Regions from separate parts of the Mus musculus genome. Here regions 2 and 3 are each linked to region 1. Evidence: chromatin contacts called from public HiChIP or PLAC-seq data. All regions are on one chromosome and are shown on one strand. Each heading gives the region's core, a stretch centred on a gene start, on an enhancer-like site or on the middle of the called end of the contact. The rest is flanking DNA. Distances are from core to core; before and after follow the strand shown. Region 1 has its middle 15 kb from the start of Rgcc. Region 2 overlaps Dgkh (diacylglycerol kinase, eta). Region 3 overlaps Dgkh (diacylglycerol kinase, eta).

What was found. HiChIP or PLAC-seq counts read pairs in DNA pulled down with a chosen protein or histone mark.
Region 2: a contact with region 1 is called in an H3K27ac HiChIP or PLAC-seq map of T-cell acute lymphoblastic leukemia, with 4 times the contacts expected there. The contact joins two enhancer-like sites. A contact is called at or near these places in 3 of 39 promoter capture datasets (embryonic stem cells and stem cell-derived epiblast-like cells), 1 of 15 datasets of contacts at CTCF or cohesin (embryonic stem cells), 1 of 484 Hi-C or Micro-C datasets (embryonic stem cells) and 3 of 115 datasets of contacts at active chromatin or transcription factors (T-cell acute lymphoblastic leukemia, astrocytes and embryonic stem cells).
Region 3: a contact with region 1 is called in an H3K27ac HiChIP or PLAC-seq map of T-cell acute lymphoblastic leukemia, with 4 times the contacts expected there. The contact joins two enhancer-like sites. A contact is called at or near these places in 2 of 39 promoter capture datasets (embryonic stem cells and hippocampal neurons), 1 of 15 datasets of contacts at CTCF or cohesin (pro-B cells), 1 of 484 Hi-C or Micro-C datasets (bone marrow-derived macrophages), 2 of 115 datasets of contacts at active chromatin or transcription factors (T-cell acute lymphoblastic leukemia and embryonic stem cells) and 3 of 9 other capture datasets (embryonic stem cells, liver and macrophages).

What each region holds. Positions count from the first base shown.
Region 1 is chr14:79,314,697-79,317,704 of GRCm38.p6, forward strand. No RefSeq gene overlaps it. Among named protein-coding and RNA genes, the nearest start is that of Rgcc, 15 kb to the left of the region's middle. Within about 2 kb of position 1,410, at least 41 of the 459 cell types and tissues checked have an H3K27ac peak or open chromatin away from gene starts, as enhancers often do. A contact at or near this core is called in T-cell acute lymphoblastic leukemia, where this site is marked.
Region 2 is chr14:78,557,709-78,560,716 of GRCm38.p6, forward strand. Dgkh (diacylglycerol kinase, eta) reads right to left here. Exons shown (of 30, transcript NM_001081336.2): 30 at 1,642-3,008. Among named protein-coding and RNA genes, the nearest start is that of Akap11, 22 kb to the left of the region's middle. Within about 2 kb of position 1,508, at least 11 of the 459 cell types and tissues checked have an H3K27ac peak or open chromatin away from gene starts, as enhancers often do. A contact at or near this core is called in T-cell acute lymphoblastic leukemia, where this site is marked.
Region 3 is chr14:78,617,528-78,620,535 of GRCm38.p6, forward strand. It overlaps Dgkh (diacylglycerol kinase, eta), which reads right to left. Exons shown (of 30, transcript NM_001081336.2): 9 at 2,245-2,347; 10 at 996-1,155. Among named protein-coding and RNA genes, the nearest start is that of Gm26251, 15 kb to the left of the region's middle. Within about 2 kb of position 1,389, at least 25 of the 459 cell types and tissues checked have an H3K27ac peak or open chromatin away from gene starts, as enhancers often do. A contact at or near this core is called in T-cell acute lymphoblastic leukemia, where this site is marked.

The sequences.
Region 1 (3,008 bases), core at 160-2,659:
TGTTTTTTCAGACAGAGTCTTACAGTAGAGCTCTGGCTCAGCTAGAACTCACTCTAGAGACCATGGCTGGCCTCAAACACCCAGAGAGATCCATGTGCGTCTGCTTTCAGAGTGCTGTGACTAAAGGTGTGTGTGCCACCACACCCATCTCTGGTAGATAAGGATCTTAATCTGTCAAAAGTTCAAAAATTGGAGCCAGCAAGATGGCTCAGTGGGTAAGGGCCCTTTCTGTCAAAGCTGACAGCCTGAGTTTGATCCCCAGAACTCACGTACCAATGCCAAAAGTTACCTCTTCTACGTGTATACCATAGTACATACATAGGCAAGCACACATGCAAGCATGCACGTATACACACACGTGGGAATGTGCACACACATGGGAATGTGCATGCATGCACACATGCAAATAAATAAATGTAAAAATATTTTAACAATGTTCAAAAATTTACATTTATTAGTTATGAAAGTCATATATAAATAACTATGTTAGGAAATATCATTTGTATGCAATTCTGGGAACCAACCAAGGGTTTCATGTGTGCTAAGTAAATGCTCTGCCCATGAGTTACATCCCAGCCCAGTGGTTTTTAAACGTTAATGGTTAAGGGACTGCTAACTGCTCAAAATATTTATAAGAAGAAAATAGTGTTTTACTAATCAAGTCAGAATAGAGGGGATGACTCTTCTTTGCACAAAAGCTTGTTATAGGTTCACTGTTCGTCAACAGGAGTTGAACAAGCCCCTCCGGTCCTCCCACATGAGGGCACATAAACAGAGCACAATCTGATGGCACAGGCCACCTTGGGTCCTGTCATTTACAGTGAATTATATTCAATGTGTGCGACTTTAGAGATGGCCCACAACATTGCTCTGTGTGTGTGTATGTGTGTATGTGTATATGTGTGTTTGTGTGTGTGTATGTGTGTATATGTGTGTGTTTGTGTGTGTATGTATGTGTATGTGTGTGTATGTGTGTTTGTGTGTGTATGTATGTGTATTTGTGTGTGTATGTATATGTATGTATGTATGTATGTATGTGTGTTTTGTGTATGTGTGTGTGTGTGTGTGTGTGTGTGTGTGTGTGTGTGGTATTGTTATTGTTGCTGCTGTTTGAGACATTGAGAAGGCAGGCACCCACAGTACACCACACTTGGCTGGTCTGTGCCCACCCTGTCTGGATCCAGTCAGAATTACTAGAGACTGTTGTTCCCAACCATGTCTTCCTTGCTGTGCCATACTGGCTTTGCCCTAAGACAGGTCAGAGTGCAGCTCTAAGTTACAAACACGTGTGACCTCGACCTCTGGCCTTTCCAAGCTCCTTATGGAGAAGAATACACCAAATATGTCTACTGTGCCTGGCCCCTGTAGGTGCTTAGCTCACAACGGATGCGTAGTGTTTTTTCTGAACACTGACTCTCGTCAGACTTACTCTTCAGGGGACCAATTCTTCCCCAGCTGCAGCAGCAGCTGGCTTCCTGCTTCGGGCTGGGTGTTTTTTATAATCTGTTTCTGATATTCTTCCTGCCTTGCTTTCTTAGGGTCAACTCGTGCTTACATCTTCCCTCAGACTCTGCCTTTTGTTTCCCAGTGCTGTGCTCACTGTTGCTGCCACAGTCACCCCTCCTGGCCTTCTGCGTCCCTCTCAGTGCTGTGACCCCCCCCCCCCCGCCTCTTGTTGGGGTCCAGTTAAGGTTTCTTACCTTCACCCGGAATACCGTTCTGTTTGTATGTGATGCATAATCATATGATCAGTTTCCATGGCATTGAAATGGGTAAAAATAAGCTGGGCGCCGTGGCGCACACCTTTAATCTCAGCAGTCGGGAGGCAGAGGCAGGCAGATTTCTGAGTTCGAGGCCAGCCTGGTCTGCAAAGTGAGTTCCAGGACAGCCAGGGTTATACAGAGAAACCCTGTCTCGAAAAACAAAACAAAACACAAAAATGGGTAAAAATACCCTACTTTTTAACACTTATATTCTCCCATGTTTACTATTAAAAAGTCATACTTCAACAAATGTTCTAGGATTTATATATCTAAACTCATTCCAGATTTTTCTTTTTAAAGTTATTATGTGTGTGTGTGTGTGTGTGTGTGTGTGTGTCAGAAGGCAGCTTTGTGGAGTCTGTTCTCTCCTTCCACAGTGTGACTTCTGGCCCTCCAGTTCAGGTCATCAGTCTTTGGTGACAGGTGTCCTTATCCCCTGAGACTTCTTGCCAGCTCAAGAATATATTCACAGAGGTTACATTTCTAAGTTGAAGAAACTATAAAATGTGAAGTTCTTGCGTGAATTTCTGCATAGATAGTGTGGGTTCTTCAGACCCTGTTCCGGCCCTCTGCAGCCAGCACAAGGGAGTACTGTCCTGCCTCCATCCGTTTTTATCTAGTATTCTTTTCCTGACCAATCTACAGAAATCGTAATTTTTTTTTTTTTTTTTTTTTTTTTTTTTTTTTTTTTGGTTTTGGTTTTTTCAAGACAGGGTTTCTCTGTACAGCCCTGGCTGTCCTGGAACTCACTTTGTAGACCAGGCTGGCCTCGAACTCAGAAATCCGCCTGCCTCTGCCTCCCGAGTGCTGGGATTAAAGGCGTGCGCCACCACGCCCAGCCGAAATCGTAATTTATTAATAACGCAAAAGGATCTGATGCAACAGAAGCCACTACTTTCTGGATTGTGACCCAAATCAGTGTTCTCGAGGTACCACCTTGCAATGTGGCACCACCTGTTGTATAAAATCGTGTTCAGAGCTGGGATGTGGCTCAGACCCTCAGTACTGGTCCAGAGCATGCAAGGCTCCGAGTTCGAGCTTGAGCACTGGATAAAAAGAAAGAATTCAAAAAGAAAGAAAGAAAGAATTCACTGTGGTGGGATTTGATGGAAGAAAGCATGAAACCTCTGGACTGGACAGGGAGGAATGCCAGAAGTTTTGGGCAAGCCTGGCCTATAAAATACAGACCTTGTCTCGAAACAAAAAAAATCCACCCCACCCCCAAAATCAATAAATAAGATGTAT
Region 2 (3,008 bases), core at 258-2,757, 760 kb before region 1:
ATCCCTTCCATATTTGAACAGTTCTCCCATCCACCTTTATCCCCTCTGGTTTGACCCCACTCTCAACTACCCTGTGGTCTATGTTCTAAGCTAAATCCTCCACTCCCTCAACTACTCCTCCTGGGCACAGCACCCTGTGAATGAGGTAAAAACCATTCCTTATCCTAAGGAAAAGTGTGGTTTTAGGCTCACCAGCTATATATGGGAGCTCTTTGTCACTTAGCTTCAAACATGCCTTGTAAACACCACTCTGCAGCCCTGGGCATGAGGTTCTACAAACAGCATCTCTTCCTTGACTCTTCCCTTTCTGTCCACAGCAGCCTTCAAGACTGGGCAACAGAAGGAAGGATGCTTGTCTGCCAGGCTATTGTTGCCAGTGTCTTACAGCATGGGCCCTGATTCTGACTGAGGCAATTGGCTCCATTTTCTAATCTCCTCTGGGTTGAACTCTGCGGGACTCACTTTCTGTGTTCACAAAGGTTTTTTTTTTTTTAGGACAACTTCCCTCTCTCTAATGACTTTAGCTCACAAGATGTTGGCCCTCACATCTGCATTTCCTTTCAGAAATTCTCCCCGGTACGTTTGCTGTGGACATCCTACCTACAGTCACTTTAAACTCTCATGGAACTAACCCAGACTTCTGAGTTTGAGCTCCTCATTCATCTACAGCCAACCTCCAAGTCCAGGCCGTAACTATGAAGTATTCGTTATTGCTCCCTCCTTCTCATCTCAACAAGATTGCCCCCAGTACCCTTTGACTGTCTGCCCTGTCCTCGGTCCTTTTCAAGTTCATTCATGGCCGCATGCCCAGCTTCTGCTTCTCCTTGCAGGTATGTCTTTGTCACACTATACCATCTTCCCCACTGTGCTGTTTTGCTTTCTATTTGTGTCTGGGTCTCTGTGTGTGCAGTGTGTGCAGAGACCAGCCGAGGGTCCTGATGTACTCTGCCAGTGCTCTCCAGCTGTTTGAGTTATTCATCGTGAACTGGGGTCACATTTTCTCAGCAAGCCAGTCCTCCTGTCTTTGCCTTCCTCGGAGGTGGGATTCGAAGGATGGGCAGGATGCTCAGGCCTGCTATGAGTGCTGGGACTTGAACTCCAGTCTCCCTGATTGGGAAGCAAGTATTCTTAGTTGCAGAGGCATCTCTTATAACATCAAGGGCTTATTTCTATTGGGGGAAACCAAATTGTGTTTTGAACATTAATAACTCCACTGCATGGAATATTATCCATCAATAAAAAATTAAAACAACAAAAACCACACTGATACATACACTGATTTGGATGTATCTGGGACATTGTGTGTGTGTGGACCATATAAAGTCATGAACTGTATAATTCCACTAATACTTGAAATAATGAAAGTTTTGCAATGGAGACAGGTTATCAGTTGCCTGGAGGTGAGAAGAAATTGACGGCACAATGGGAGTAGCTGTGTTTGTAAATGAGCATCGAGAGGAGCCTTGTTGTGGGTGACTCAACTGTTGAACAATTTGACCGTATCAGTACCAGCATCCTGGCTCTGATACCATCTAGACTTCAAGAAGGGTGTGTGTGGGAGGCAGGGCGTGGTTAAAGGTACTTTGTATTTTTCTTCGAAACATCTCAACGACTTCCCTCCAGAAAGAGTGCAGGCCTCACACCTTCCAATGCAGTCTTTTTATTTGAGAAGGTCGATCTGAAGGCAGTGCCCTTTGGGAAAGACGTCTCTCATCATCATGAACATCAACCATTACTCTCAGTACAAAAATACACACATCAGTGACTTCCTTACAATAAATACAGAGTCATGCATCCCACAAGAGAAGGCACCGAAACTGGTCACTTAGTAGTCATAAAAATTATTAGCTACATTAACAAAGCCACCCAAATTATCTGTACAAGGAAATGTAACAATATATTCCAAAGGTGAAAACACATTAAAACATCTTTAAAATAGTATGCAATAAATATCTCAGTTCTCATATAGATTTATTTTTAAAAATTATGCCATTGTAAACAGCATGTAAACAAACAGAACTCACGTCTTATCATTATTAAAAGTAATTGGAGCCAAAGTTAGAACCTCTGCTCTGTCAGGTCCATTTCAATGGCAAATGTGCTAAGCTGGGAAAAGTTTCACTCTTTTCTGTAGCAAACAGAGCCCACTGTGTAAGAAATAGGCAGACTTTATCTGCATCTGTCAGATACAAGTATTTAGTTTCAAAACAGACTACCAAAATGTAGTAAATTCTTAGCTATATAAATATGGCAAGACTAAATTAAAACTATCTTTTGCAATATAAGAAAGAGAAGGAACTACATTGTTAAGTTTTTACCATGATGGTAACAGGCGGGAAATAAGTTCTATTTTTATTGAAAAGCGTAATGAACGTGCTGGGCAGAAGGGTGCAGCGCCCAGCCTTCCCTGCCCCCTTCTTTTGTGGAACATTTACAAAGTTGAGCTAAGCATAAAAGCTATCAAGTTGAGACCTTTCTTTTGCTAAGGGACACAGAAATGTGTCCCCTATTTTATATGATATTGTATATGATGGGAAATAGTGATTTCAAAATATGCTTATTGAAATGTGAAAATACAAACCAGCAAAAGCCCCCTCCCCCAACCTTACTGACAGGAAAGATAAAGACAGTTTATTTCTTCATTCTCAATAAAGGAAACCTATAGCCTATCTGTCAATAAATATTCAGAAGTCAGTATCATAACACAAATGTTTGCTGTGGTTCATCTACATATCAGAGCCTTGTGGGAGTCATAGATTCGCATGTTACTAATGCTGAGATAACAGCTGTGCTCCCTGTCAAATGCCATGACTTCCTACCTCCATCAAGATACCTAAGGTAACACCAACCCACTTCAACCAACTTCAAATGGAGCCTTCTGATCCATCCTCTCCTGTGGGTCTGCAATGTCACCTCATGTATTCTGCTGAAAGTGTCATGAATTTGTGCCTTCCCCAAATAAACCTGAGATTTCTTCCTGTTCTACGAACCAGACCCCTGTGTTCAAC
Region 3 (3,008 bases), core at 139-2,638, 700 kb before region 1:
CTCCATGAGAAGACATCCGCCACCCCCACAGAAAATGTATACATATACCATCACACACAGTCACCGAAAGGGGGTGAAGGACCTAAGGTGTATCCTCACAGTGAAAATGTCAGGCAGTTCACAGTCATGTTTAGACTTTAAGTTATACAGCATCACAGAACGGTCAACAAAATTCCCTTAGCATTTATCAAGGTCAGCCCAAGACCCTTCCGGGCTGAAGTACTAAACAGACCCCCTTTAGTTAGGTCATGCACTGTGTGTGTATTTTCTATGAAGATAAGTCTCTGATATTTGTATTTTACATCTATGCAAGTTTATGTGACATACACTTAAAATACTTTTGTACACATTTTAGAATTTGAAAGTTAGGCTAACAAGTTTGGAATTGATATCAGAAAGCTGAATAACATCAGGAAGTTTTGTGTTAAAATCTCTAATTAAGGAGCATATCTTTAATCCCAGCACTCAGGAGGGAGAGACAAGCTATCCCCTGTAAGTCCCAGGCCAGCCTAGTTCTCACAGACTTCAGCCAGGGCCTCACAGTCCTGTCTCAAAAAGCAAAAAAACAAAACAAACAAACAACAACAGATAAAGAGAAAGTTAAGCTAGAGCCATAACTTAATGAGGAGGGCCTGCTCTTCTATAGAGTCAATCACCAGCACCATTCAAAAAGAACAATACTGAACCTAAAGTCGACAAAGCTCAAATGTAGGGACGCATGAGAGCAACAAAGATGTCTAACGGAAAGTGTAATTTTTCTAGGTTTGTTGGTTTAGTTTGGTTTTCGGAGACAGGGTTTCTCAGTGTGGCCCTAGCTGTCCTGGACCTCCAAAGGCAGAGTTCCAATTGTCTCTGCCTCCCAAGTACTGGGATTAAAATTGTGCGCCACTACCACCTAGCTTGGACATTAATTTCATGAGCAGCAGAGCCAGGCACATCTCTCTCATGCTTAGAACTGAATTTTACTCGAGTAGGATTTATCATAAATGAATTACCCTAAATAAGGCCCTCCGTTCATTAAATCAAACACCTGAGCTGGGTTGAGCAACTGTTTAAAGCGACGAAGGAACTTCACTCCCTGATTATCTCCACTCTTAGAGTTGACGAACACCAAGAGGGGGCTGACACAGAACGAAAAGGTTGCTCGACAGAAACCTGCAAAAACAAGCCCGGGACAAGATTAATATGCACTTCTTCTCTCTTCAATTATTAATAGGTATTCAGAAAAGGAAGAAAAATGGGTGAAAGCAAGGAACCTTCCTTCCTTAATGCTGGCGCATCACCGTAACCTAGTCCCCTGGCTAAACGGTTCAGTATCTGCATCCTAGCAATCTAAAACTCATGTTTTAGCATATACTTTGCAGTGAGGAACCACATCACAGACAATAACCACCAACCTTACCAATCTTGATAAGGAAAGGAAAGCTAAGGGTTTACAGTTCTCAAACGACTCATGCCCATACTTGGTATTTTACAATATTCTAATTGTTCTTTGTATAGGTCTAAGAAAATACGTTAAAATGAATGAAGGATCTATTGGGGGTGGGGAGAGCTGTCAAGAACACATCCCCTGAGCTTCGCAGCCATCTGCACAGCTGTTACACGCCTGTGCAGGAAGCACAACAGAAGACTAAAACGACACATTGCAGAAGCCATTTGTAACGTGGCGTGCAGAGGAGGAAGTAACGAGTGTCCCATTCTAAAACCGGTGATGTCACAAAGTCTCCTCTGCACTTACAGTTAAGCCCTGGCCAGATTCTAGAAATAGCAAATGCATTTAGAGGAATACAGATTCCTGCAATTAAATGACAGGAGAGCAAATCTTAATAGGAGCCCATGCTAATGGGCAGTTTCAATTATGGTGAGAGAACACAGACACGTTAACCTTTCAGGAGTTCAGTACAAAATGACGGTCCCCCTTCATTTGTTGGGATGTGAAAAAAAACAAAAACCAATAACCTGCAAGTCTTGTGTACAATGATCTGGCCAAAGTGTTAATGGCTGCACTACAACTTTCCTTTCAAAATATTCATTTGAGCTGGGGATGTAGCTCTGTGGTTGGACGTATGCTTAGCTCTTCAGGATCATTTATGCCCAGCATCACAAGAATCAACTAATTAAGCAACCAAATATACCGTCCAGCATTTATAAAAACTGACCAGAATAATCAATTACAATGTATCATATGAAATTCAATCAACAGTAAATACGCTAGAAATACACATACTTACTACTGCTACGTACCATCAGAGTCTGTGCTATTTAGTGCAATCGGAGGTATGATGGAGACTTTACACTGGCCAAGGGGACAGACGGGATGGTACACATCTTTGCAGGCAGTGTGCACCTGACAATAAACAAAGAAACCTTCAAGAACTGTAAAAACAACAAACCAACACGTGATAAATGACCCCGACAGACCTGTCTGTTCAGGATCAACATCATCACAAAATGTTCAGTGTTTAGGAAACCACTGAAGGTGTATTTACCCTTCTGGGAAATAAGCTTGCACTGTATGTGAGTGACTCTGCCCAGAGCAGTCTACTCCTATGGTTATCTAAAGTAAGTGTTATGTAGTGAGTGCATGCTTAGTGGAGGGAAGCCGGAAGAGATGATATGGAGGAGGAAGAGAGGGAGAGTGGGGAGGGAAGAAAGAGGAAGGATGGAGGGACAGTATCTCAATGTCATGGTCATAAAATTTAATAAAAATAAATAAAATCTGCCATGTGCAAGCTCTTTCTGCAGTGATCCTACAACCTCCTAGTCTAATTTATCTTAGCTTATGTATTTATGTGTGCTGATACAAGCACATGCATGACTCCTTCCTCAGCTAGACCACTGCCCTGCAAGAAAGAAGCAGAAGACTCAAGCCAACTAGAGACATTCTGAGCGAGGAAACACAGGGTTACCTCACCATGGTGGAGCGTGGCTTCTCAGAATAGCTTGTGTGCCCATCTACAGAGCCTTTTAAACATGTCAGCTAGTCAAGCAGACGTTCCACGGACACT